Regions from separate parts of the Ovis aries genome. Here region 1 is linked to region 2. A link is a contact called in public Hi-C data. All regions are on one chromosome and are shown on one strand. Each heading gives the region's core, a stretch centred on a gene start, on an enhancer-like site or on the middle of the called end of the contact. The rest is flanking DNA. Distances are from core to core; before and after follow the strand shown. Region 1 has its middle 6.7 kb from the start of TXNRD3. Region 2 overlaps CHCHD6 (coiled-coil-helix-coiled-coil-helix domain containing 6).

Region 1 (5,410 bases), core at 70-2,569, 100 kb after region 2:
CAAGAAACTCAGGGTCCCTTTATTAGAAATGCCTCCAATTAGCCTCCAATTAAAATAAATAAATTTATAGTAAAAATAATAATAATAATGACAATCATTCAAAAAACATAAAATGAAAAAGTACCAAAGATTTAAAATCTAAAAATAAATAAATAAATAAATAAATGCCTCCAGAATTCCATGCAGTAGGGACTGAGGGGTAGCAGCCTAGGAAATTCATTTTAAAATGTCGTAGCTATATGAGGTATCTAACAGAAACCCAGTTGTTGCTGTTTAGTTGCTAAGTCGTGTTTGACTCTTTGTGATCCCATTGACTGCGGCATGCCAGGCTTCCCTGTCCTTCACTAACCCCCAGAGTTTGCTCAAACTCATGTCCGTTGAGTCAGTAATGTCATCCAACCATCTCATTCTCTGTTGTCCCCTTCTCCTCCCGCCTTCAATCTTTCCCAGTATCAGGGTCTTTTCCAGTGAGTCAGTTCTTTGCATCAGGTGGCCAAAGTATTGGAGTTTCAGCTTCAGCATCAGTGAATATTCAGAGTTGATATCCTTTAGGACTGACTGGTTTGATCGATCTCCTTGCAGTCCAAGGGACTCTCAAGAGTCTACTCCAGCACCTCAATTGGAAAACACCAGTTCTTTAGTGCTCGACCTTCTTTATAGGCCAACTCTCACATTCATACATGACTACTGGAAAAACCATAGCTTTATGGGCCTTTGTTGGCAAGGTGATGTCTCTGCTTTTAATACGCTGTCTAGGTTTTGCTAGTAGTATTTTTATTTACTTTGTGGGATATAAGCTTTAAAAAAATAGCCATTTTTTGTAAAGATGGTTTTTATTTATTCACTCCTTCCAAAAGGTTGAGACATCCAACCTCACTGAAGACTGTGTCTCTAAAGGAGGCCTGAGGGGGCTGGTGGAGTGGAAGTAAGCTCTTCACGGGGGGCGCCCCTGGGGACCATACGGAAACCCGGCGACCCCGCGGTGCGCGCACCACATCGAGCTAACAAGACCGTGAAGCCTGACCCCCGCCACTTTACGAAGACTGGGCGAGTCCAGCACTGCGGTCTATCAGCGGTTTACTTCGCAACAGCCGAGGGTCGGGCGGGGCTGGGGCGGGGCCAGCGGCGTGGATGGGCGAGCGTCGGGGCGGGGCGAGCGTCGGGGCGGGGCGGGCGTCGGGGCGGGGCGAGCGTCGGGGCGGGGCCAGAGGCGCGGTGGGGCGAGCGTCGGGGCGGGGCGAGCGCCGGGGGCGGGGCGTATCCGGGATTGGGCGAGCGCCGGGGACGGGGCGGAGCCGGGGGCGGGGCAGAGCCGGGAGAGGGGCGAGCGGTCCGGCCTTCGCGCCCACTCGGCGCCTCAAGTCGGTGTCTGGTGTCTGGGCAGTCCTGCCGGTGCGGGAGCGACACCGCCATCCTGGCGCAGCCGCCGCCGCCGCCGCCGCCCTCGCGGGCACAGACGCTTTCCACGCCAGGGAGGGGCTCGTCCCCCAGCCGCCGACTGGGCAATGTCCGCGGCGCGGCCGGGCCGTCGTCGCCGCCCGGGCGCCGGGCCTGCCCGCCGGCTCCCGGGGCCCGCCGCTTGTCCCGCGCGGCCCGCGAGGAGCTGCGGCGCCGCCTGCTGGGCCTCATTGAGGGCCACCGCGTGGTCATCTTCAGCAAGACCTACTGCCCGCACAGCACGCGGGTAGGCGGCCAGGGCCCCGGGCCCCAACGGCGCCGCGCCCCGGCCTCGGTCCGGGCTCGTCCGATCCGCCCTCGGCTGGGCCGCGCGGTCCCGCCTGCGGCCTCCGACGGGCCGGCGGGCGAGCCGCGGTCCTGCGCCGGCCGAAAGCCTGCTGGACGTGGGCACCTGAGGGGACAGGTCCCCCGGGTCCCGTCCTGGGGGACGACGGCGGCGGGCGGCGGGGCTGTGCGGACCCCACCGCGTGCCCCGGGCCGGCCGGGCGGCCGTTTAGGCAGGACTGCACGCGGGGCACGCGCGGGAGCTGAGAGTCGAGCAGTGATGCTCTGGAGGACGAACCCGTGTGTAGGATGGGGCTTGGCGTCTTTGAAGGCTACGTCCACGTCTGAGAGTTGAAGCAACGCCTGGGGGAGGCACAAGCCTAAATTGTCGGGTTAGAGTCGTGAGATTAGGGTCTTCAGGCTGACTGTCAGGTGGACACTGATTTGCACGTTTTCCAGACGAGTGTGCGCGTCACACGTGCCCCTTGCATTTCTCTAGCAGACCACACTCCAGCAGGGGCCTCCTGGTTCATCCTCTCCACTCCAGGGCCACCCCTGGCCAGAACCACTTGCTTTCCCTTAACAGTTTTGTTGCCAAACGTATGTATCCCTTAACAATACTTGGTTCCTTTTGGCTTGTATTGGTACTTTGTGTAAGTAGAGTCATGGGTTTTTATACTCTGCGTGTTTTTCCCAACAGTTATATTTTAGAGATTGCTGGATGTTAGTATCTGTAAGTGTGGTTTCTTAGTTTTCATTGCTGTGTTGTTCCTGAGGGTGACTCATAAGCACAGTTATCAGGCTTGATGTTTCTAGTATTTTGCTCTCAAACGCAGTATGGCCATGCCTGTTCTTGCCACATCTCCCAGTGCACACATACAAGAGCTGCTTGAGAGGAGATGTCTTGAAGCTGAATTGCTAAGCCACAGAGGAGGCCCAATTTTTTCCTTAGGTGACACCGGAATGTTTCCCGCACGGTCCTACCGCTTGCCCTCTCTCTGGTGTGTTACCAGTGCCCACTGCCCTACATCCTTGACAGCAGTTGATACATTTAATTCTCGCCATTCTGGTGTTTATGAGATGGTATTTCATTGTAGCCTTAGTTTTGCATTTTCTTGATGAACTTAACATCTTTACCTGTGTGTATGGGTCATTTGAGTTTCCTCTTCTGGGAAACATTCAGGCATTCTGCTTATTTCTCTATCAGGTCGTTTTTTATACTGCTTCTGTAGACCTTCTTTATATATTGTGGACTCCAGTCCTTCGGTTCTATGTATTGGAAAGTCTCCCGGATTGGGTCTTTCTTTTTACTCTCTTTATGTGATGTTTGGTTTAACTGAGTGTGGAAGTTTAACATAGTGAATCTGTCACTTTCTCCTTTCTGGTTTGTGCCTTTTTTAAGAAGTCTTTCTACTCTGAGGTCATAAAGACATCCTCCTGTGTGGGCTGCTGGAAGTTTCTGGTGTGCTTTTCACACCCCTCTTCTCTGTCCCACCTGAACTTGAAGCCGAGGACGTGTGGGGATCCAGTTCCTTTTTTCCTTTATAACTTATCAGTTGTCCCTCTTCCTTTTTCAGAGAGTCCATTCTTTCCACTGTGGTTTGAATGCTCACCAATCACCTGTCTGATTCTCACATACGTGTTGGTTTATTTCCAACCTCTTGTCTTTTTTCTCTGCTTATTGAAGTTGTCCTTTGAAGCTTATAAAAGAGCCAAGCCATCAGAACTGTGTGTGGCCACTGCTGTGTCGCTGGGGCCTAGAACAGTGTGAGGCGGGTAAATGGGTTGAATGAATAAACGGCTTTACATCATTCTGGCGAACGCTTTGCTGACACGGAGCACCTTAGGACAGATGGTTCTCTGTTCTGTGTGCGCTACTGCTTCTAACAACATGGCCACCACTTGGAGTCCTGTTACGTAACTGGACAGCTTTGCTTACTAGACCTTTTCTCAGTTCAGTTCAGTCTCTCAGTCGTGTCCTCCTCTTCGCGACCCCATGGACTGCAGCACGCCAGGCCTCCCTGTCCATCGCCAACTCTGGGAGTTTGCTCAAACTCACGTCCATTGAGTTGGTGATGCCATCCAGCCATCTCATCCTCCGTCGTCCCCTTCTCCTCCCACCTTCAATCAAAACTTTTTTAATGGAGCCCAAATCTGTCCGTCTGAAACATTTTGGTGGTGCCTGTCACTCCAGTGCACACAATTAGGAATCTGGCTTCCAGTGCATTAGGGATCTGGCTTCCAGTTGGATGACAGATCTTCCGGTACTTTCCCTGAGCGCTTTTCTTTCCTGGCCAAGCTTTTTATGCATTATCTGTCTTCACACATGACCCCCTCACTAAACAGGTTGTGTGGTAATTTGACCATGCATCACCCAAACTGGGCACCGTATTCCACATCCCTACCTGTGGCCTTGCCTTTCAAGAACGCATGGCCTAAAGCAGCTGTGATCAGCCTGTCATCACGTTCTGAAAGACACGTGCGTGTGAGGCAGGTGCTGTGGGAATGGGAGGTAAAGCAGCTGCTTCTGTGGGGGTCAGAGGAATTGAAGATGTGATGTTTAAGCTGGTCCTGGAGAGATAAGTTGGATGTAGGCAAGGTACAGCATCAGTAGTTGAGGAATTCGTGTGAGCAAAGGCAGGAGGTGATGACATGAAAATACTGGGCTGAACGCAGCGTGTCGGAAGAGAACCAGGAGAGGGATGTGGGAACGGGCTGGCCTTCAGCTTCTCAGTGGTACTGAGGTCTAAGCGTGTGCCGCTGAGTGTGGACCTGATGGCGTCAGGCTGGAGAAGAGTGATAGGGTCTGCCCTGGGACTGGAGTCCCACCTGGGAGGAGTGTGCTGAACTCGGGGGCAGCTGACCAGGAAGGAAGCTCTTGTGAGTCAGGCGACCTCATGGCCCAAACTAAAGAGTGAAAAATGTGCCCTGATTTTTTTAATCCGTTCCCCAAATTATTTTTCAAGCCGTGTTTTCCCTAATCCTCAACTCACACTTTTGTGGATTGAAAACACGCTTGCATTGGTTAGCTTTTTTTCCTGTAATAAAATATGCATGATACTGTTTACTGTTTTAACCATCCTAGGGTTCACGGCATTAAGACCGTTCCTGTTGGGTGCCGCCATCACCACCGCCCACCCACAGAGCTTTTCTCATCTTCCCCAGCTGGCACTCTGGCCTCACTGGACAGTAACTCTCCATCCCCACCCCAGCCGCTGGCAGCCGCCATCTGCTTTCTGCCCTGTGAGTCTGAAAGTATTTGTTGTTTTCTGACTGGCTTATTTCAGTCTGATGTCCTCAGAGTTCATCTATCTGTAGCATGGGTCAGGATTCCTTTCCTTTTTTTTAATAATTTTTTTTTTGAAGGATGATTGCTTTACAGAATTCTGTTCTTTTCTGTCAAACCTCAACCTGAATCAGCCATAGGTTTACATACGTCCCTTCTCTTTTGAACCTGCCTCCCATCCCCCGCCCCGTCCTACCCTCCAGGTTGATACAGAGCCCCTGTTTGAGTTCCCTGAGACATACCGCAAATTCCCATTGGCTCTCTATTTTACATATCTATGGTAATGTAAGTCGCCACGTTGCTCTTTCCGTACGTCTCACCCTGTCCTCCCCTTTCCCCATGTCCATAAGTGTATTCTCCATGTCTGCTTCTCCATTGCTGTCCTGAAATAAATTCTTCAGT
Region 2 (5,864 bases), core at 2,925-5,424:
CGCACGCGCACACACACACACACACACACACCGCGAGAGATCCACGGTGCCCAGGCCAAGCGCGCACGCACGCGCACACACACACACACACACACACACACATTGCGAGAGATCCGCTATGCCCAGGCCCCCCACACACACACACACGCACACACACGCACACTGCGAGAGATCCACGGTGCCCAGGCCGCGCAAACACACACGCACGCACGCGCGCGCACACACACACACACACACACACACACTGCGAGAGATCCACGGTGCCCAGGCCAAGCGCGCGCGCGCGCACACACACACACACACTGCAAGAGATCCGCTGTGCCCAGGCCCCCCCACACACACACACGCACACACACACACACTGCGAGAGATCCACGGTGCCCAGGCCAAGCGCGCGCGCGCACACACAGACACACATACACACACACACTGCGAGAGATCCACGGTGCCCAGGCCAAGCACGCGCGCACACACACACACACACACACACACACACACACACTGCGAGAGATCCACGGTGCCCAGGCCACACACACACACGCACGCACGCACACACACACACCACGAGAGATCCACTGTGCCCAGGCCACATACACACACACACACATTGCAAGAGATCTACTGTGCCCAGGACAAGCGTGCACACACACACACACAGCACAGGAGGGCCCAGGCCTTCGGTGTGAAACCTACGTGAACTCCTTGGCTGAGCACTTCCTGCCACGTCAGACCAAGCAAAAGCCGGGGCCGCTGTCCCCACCGACCCGGGCCTGCCCAGCCCTCCCCGAGTGCACTTTACCCCCCGACCAGCTCCACTCAACATGTGAGAGGTTTGCTAGGCTGCAAATCACCCTTCTAATGTTCTCTAATTCCTCAAGACACATTCTGCTGCCTTTGATGAAATAAACACAGCTTCACTGCTCATTTTTACCGTATGGAAAGTATCATAAATTTTATATCCATGATGAGCAGCAAGCTTTGTATTACAGAAGTCCTATTTTTTCTCTTACAGCTTCAACCAGACTTTTGGCCTTGCTTGAACAGGCAGTTGGTACTAAGCTGCTCACGGTCCTGAGTGGATGTACAGAATCCACAACAATAAACCACGAGAGCAGAGCCTCCTGTCACCAGGCTTCCCACCCTACGCGCTCCAGCCAGGCGCCGGGCGTGGTGTCTGTCTCACCACGAGGTGCTGGCCTCCCCTGGGACTCTAGCCTGGCCCTGAGGACCAGGCACCTGGGGATCCCAGGCCCCAAGGACTAGGCACCGTGCAGAGCCGGGCCCCCAGGACTGCTCACGGATCAGGCTCGGGCCCCCAGGACTGGTCACCATGCAGACCCAGGCCCCCAGGACTGGTCACCGTGCAGACCCAGGTCCCCAGGACTAGTTACGGTTCAGACCCGGGCCCCCAGGACTGGTCACCATGCAGACCCAGGCCCCCAGGACTAGTCACGGTTCAGGCCTGGGCCCCCAGGACTTGTCACTGTTCAGGCCCAGGCCCCCAGGACTGGTCACCGTGCAGACCTGGGCCCCCAGGACTGGTAACTGTTCAGGCCTGGGCCCCCAGGACTGGTCACCGGGTCACGGCAGGGCTGTGCAGGCGCTAGGGACCCAGGGCCACGCGTAAGACGCACACTCTTTCCAAAGCGACTCCTGGCTGTGTCTTTAAAACAAAGAACTAAATATCATAACACTGGTTTTGCTATCTAGAACCAAAGTGACCCCAATTCTTCACTTTTAGAAAGTCTGTACGGAGAAGGCAATGGCACCCCACTCCAGCACTCTTGCCTGGAAAATCCCATGCATGGGGGAGCCTGGTGGGCTGCAGTCCATGGGGTCGCACAGAGTCAGACACGACTGAGTGACTTCACTTTCACTTTTCACTCTCATGCACTGGAGAAGGAAATGGCAACCCACTCCAGTGTTCTTGCCTGGAGAATCCCAGGGACTGGGGAGCCTGGTGGGCTGCCGTCTACGGGGTCGCACAGAGTCAGACACGACTGAAGCGACTTAGCAGCAGCAGCAGCAGCAGCAGCAGCAGCAAGTCCGTATTTTTAACCAGTATGGAGAAGCTCACCCCTGTCTGAGGCACAGCCAGTTTCCCTGACCAAGGAGGCAGCATCGGGAGGGGGGTGGCCTGGTCCCACGGACCAGCAAACCACAGCGGGGCTCCAACAGTGACACCCAACGGGCACGGGCCAGGCCCGGGGGCCAAGGACCCTGAGGGGCCGCCAGGAGCCGATGCCGGGATAGGGCGACATACCCAGCGGACAAGGAGAGAGACAGCACGCCACCTTCCGTGAGCCGTGGGACCCTGACCACTGTCCCCAGGAGGCGCTTGCCGGCGGCCCCCACAGAAGAGCGGGGCAGCCAGGGCAGCTCCAGGGGCGGCTCGGAGGGGCCGTGTCTGCAACACCCCCAGCAGCCTCTGGGAGGAGCTGGAGGTCAGCCTGCGGAGCGCGACCCCAACGGCCAGCAGCCTCTGGGAGGAGCTGGAGGTCAGCCTGTCAGAGCATGACCCCAACAGTCAGTAGGGTCTGGGAGGAGCTGGAGGTCAGCCTGTCAGAGCGTAACCCCAACGGTCAGTAGGCTCCGGCTGGCGGGGCTGCAGCAGCCGTCAAGGGGCCACCCACGGGGTCCTGGGGTCTTGGGGTGCCCCAAGCAGTGGCCCCAAACCGCCCCTCATTTGCGAATGCATTGGGGGGTTGAGGTAACAGCAGGAGTGATGTTTGGGGACACTCTGAGGGGTTCTGAGGAATAATGGCCGCAGGTATACGCTCCATTTCCCAGAGGCTGGAAGGCAGAGAAGCTTCAGAACCCAGGGGCTCGACTCCCTGGGGTCTGACCGCACCAGGGACCCAGGCCCCAGTCCTGGGCAATAAAACCTACGGCCTCTGGAGAGCACGCAGGAAGCCCCAGGGTGGCGGTGGCCAGCCTGTGCCCTGCACCCTGTTTCTCTGGAGGTGGACCCTCGGGACAGAGGGCTCCCGGGTTCCGGCGCCACCGCCTTCAGCCGGGGCCTGCAGACTGCTGCCCAGACCTCTCAGCCATGCACAGAGCCACAGTCACCATGCTTCCTGGGGCCCGTGCTCTGGCCCAGGGCACACGGGCTGGGAGACGACAAAGCCCCTGGGAGGTCAGCAGAGCAGCGCCCTCGTCGCTGTACAAGGCCTGCTCTCCTGCCCCACGGGGCCCTCCTAGGTCTGCACCCCAAGTAACAGCTGCGTTTGCCTCCGGCTGTGCCCCGTTTCCTGAGGCTCCGCCCCCAGGCCCCCAGCACGGGAGGACAGACAGACACGACGCTGTAGCTCAGCCCTGTCCTGCACAAGCTCCCCCAACCAGCATCCTGCAGAGGTATGTGGCTCAGGGCCAGGCCACCCCGGAACCCCCAGGACCGCGAGGCTGGCAGCACCCCTTCTTGACTCCCTGGGGGTCTGAGCCTACAGGACACGCAGGACGTGGGCCTGGAGTGGCTCTGCCCCGACCCCTGGCACGAGACAGACGTGGGGGCCTGTGAGCAGGAAGGGACACTGTCAGTGTCCCTCCAGCAGCCCGAGAAGAGGCACAGGGGCGGGTTTCCCCGAGGGGCAGTGTTTAGCTGCGGCTGGGCTCGCTGGGAGGAGGAGGAGGGGCCCTTACTTGATGGTGCCCTCAATCTTCGTGGCTGCCTCATGGAACTGCTGAGACGACAGCCTGTACGCCTCGAGGTTCTGCGGAGAGAACACAGAGACACAGGTCGCAGGGAAGTCCTGCGGCCCCGCCCCGCCGCCCGGCCCGGCCCCGCCCCGCCGCCCGGCCCGGCCCCGCCCCGCCGCCCGGCCCGGCCCCGCCCCGCCGCCCGGCCCGGCCCCGCCCCGCCGCCCGGCCCGGCCCCGCCCCGCCGCCCGGCCCGGCCCCGCCCCGCCGCCCCGCCCCGCCCCGCCCCGCCGCCCCGCCCCGCCCCGCCCCGCCGCCCCGCCCCGCCCCGCCCCGCGCCGCCCCGCCCCGGCCCCGCCCCGCCGCCCGGCCCGGCCCACAGACTCCCCTGGCAGCACAGCAGGGGCCCGGCACACACGGACCCCCCTGAGCGAGCCCTCCCCCACCTGTAGGAGAGCTTTATGGACACGTGGTCACACACGCGACTCCCGCGACTCGTGAGCTCACAGCACAGGCCGCTCAGGGCTACACAGCACCTGGAGACTGCGAGGCCGCAGCCCAGGACGTTCACTGTCCCTTGGGGTGTCTGCTGAGCGCCGTCTGGTCCAAACAGGCCTCTGCCGCCCAGAGATCTGAAGCGACTTGCCCCAAGCCACACTGCAGGCGCAGATGCCAGACTGCAGCCCAGGACGCCCGCCCCACTGCAGGGCCCGCGGGCCCCGGGCGCATGCTGCCCTCCGTCCAAGGACCGCCCGCGCAGGGGCCGTGGGGAGGCCACGGGGGGCGGAGCCAACGGGGCAGGGGCCGCAGGGGACGGTACTTCTCTGCGCCGGGTGAGCGGCCTCAGGCCACCGGGCCAGCAGCCCACACGCCGCTCTTCCAGGAGAGACTCACACACGCCTGCCCCAGCACCAGCTCCAGTGAGGCCCCAAGAGGGCCTGACGTCTCCCAGGGTGTCCTGAGAAGGACCTCATGGGAGGAGCCTGACCCCGAGGCTGCCTTCAGACACCAGCAGGTGCCCAGTGGCCTGCCCAGGCTTGGCCCGCCCCTTCCCACCGCAGTGCGTGAGGCCTGGTCACGCGGGGCCCCCGCGGCCGTCAGCCTCCCAGCCCGGCGCTGCGACTCCACCTCCACGGGAGACACGGGCAGCCTGGACCCCTTGGACCAGAGGAGGCGACAGGAGGCAGGGTCAGAGCTGGGCAGGGTGGGCACCAGCCCCACCTCAGGGGCTGGGCTGATGGGGGGGAACTGGGACCGGGCCCTCAGCCCTGTCCTGGACCCTTGGCCCAGGGAGCTACCCCCTGGTGGGCACACGAAAGGGGCTCCGGGGAGCAGCAGGGCCCAGGAAGGGTGGAGAATCAGCTCTGGGCCGCGCTGGGGGCTGAACACCCAGTGCAACAGTCAGGAAAGGAGTGGGGCTCCCCTCACCCCACCAGGCTCCCCCGGACCCTGCGAGGACGTGCTGACGCCTGGTCTTCCCCAGGGAGCAGCACAGCTGGATGGGCCTGGGGGCTCCGACCTGCTCCTCCATGCACGGCCTGGCCGGGGGGGCACCTGGGTCTGTGGGGGGCCTGGGTCTGCGGCCGGGCAGGCTGTGGGCTTGGCCTGTGGCAGGTGAGGTCTGCCACAGGAAGAGCGTGCAGACAGAGAAGCACCGATAACCCCGGAGCCACTTCCTCCACGGCCACAGGACTCAGAGGCCCACCCTCCACCTGCCCGTCCGACCTGCCTGTGTGGGATGGCTGCCCCCACCGCTGCCCTGAAGCAAGCAGCAGCCTGCGTCCACCCAGCTTCCTGGGACTGCTGAAAGGTGCGCCTTCTGAGCCTGCAGCCACTGAGAGCGAGGCCCTACAGACTCCACACAAGGGCTTCGGGAAGGACGGGGAATCCCCCACACATGCCAGGACCCTGTGCGTGCCAGGGGTTCCGCCATAGCCCGACCGCAGGGGCTGCAAGGCTTCATTTTTCAGTGTGGTGGCGCCGTGACCCCCCAGCCCTGCTGCCCGGGAACCCAGCGGCACCCCATCTCCTGCACCTGGCGTTCGCCTGTCCCCTAAAGCAGACCCGAGGAATTCGGAGCCCCTCCTCCGCCCGTGAACAGCCGGCCTCCCCGCTCCCGCTGCTCAGAGTGAGTCTGAAACCAGAAGACCTCATCTCCATTAATTAAAGCTGCCATTAAAAATTAAACAACAGGAGTAAGGAGGTGTGAGCCTTATCTCCACGGGCTT

What was found. A called contact is a pair of places that touch in the nucleus more often than the background predicts.
Region 1: a contact with region 2 is called in a Hi-C map of liver, with 3 times the contacts expected there. The contact joins two enhancer-like sites. A contact is called at or near these places in 4 of 16 Hi-C or Micro-C datasets (blood, liver, muscle and 1 more).

Annotation. Positions count from the first base shown.
Region 1 is chr19:60,294,607-60,300,016 of ARS-UI_Ramb_v3.0, forward strand. No RefSeq gene overlaps it. Among named protein-coding and RNA genes, the nearest start is that of TXNRD3, 6.7 kb to the right of the region's middle. Within about 2 kb of position 1,320, at least 12 of the 54 cell types and tissues checked have an H3K27ac peak or open chromatin away from gene starts, as enhancers often do. A contact at or near this core is called in liver, where this site is marked.
Region 2 is chr19:60,190,092-60,195,955 of ARS-UI_Ramb_v3.0, forward strand. It overlaps CHCHD6 (coiled-coil-helix-coiled-coil-helix domain containing 6), which reads right to left. Exons shown (of 8, transcript XM_027957877.2): 6 at 3,640-3,710. Among named protein-coding and RNA genes, the nearest start is that of PLXNA1, 16 kb to the left of the region's middle. Within about 2 kb of position 4,175, at least 17 of the 54 cell types and tissues checked have an H3K27ac peak or open chromatin away from gene starts, as enhancers often do. A contact at or near this core is called in liver, where this site is marked.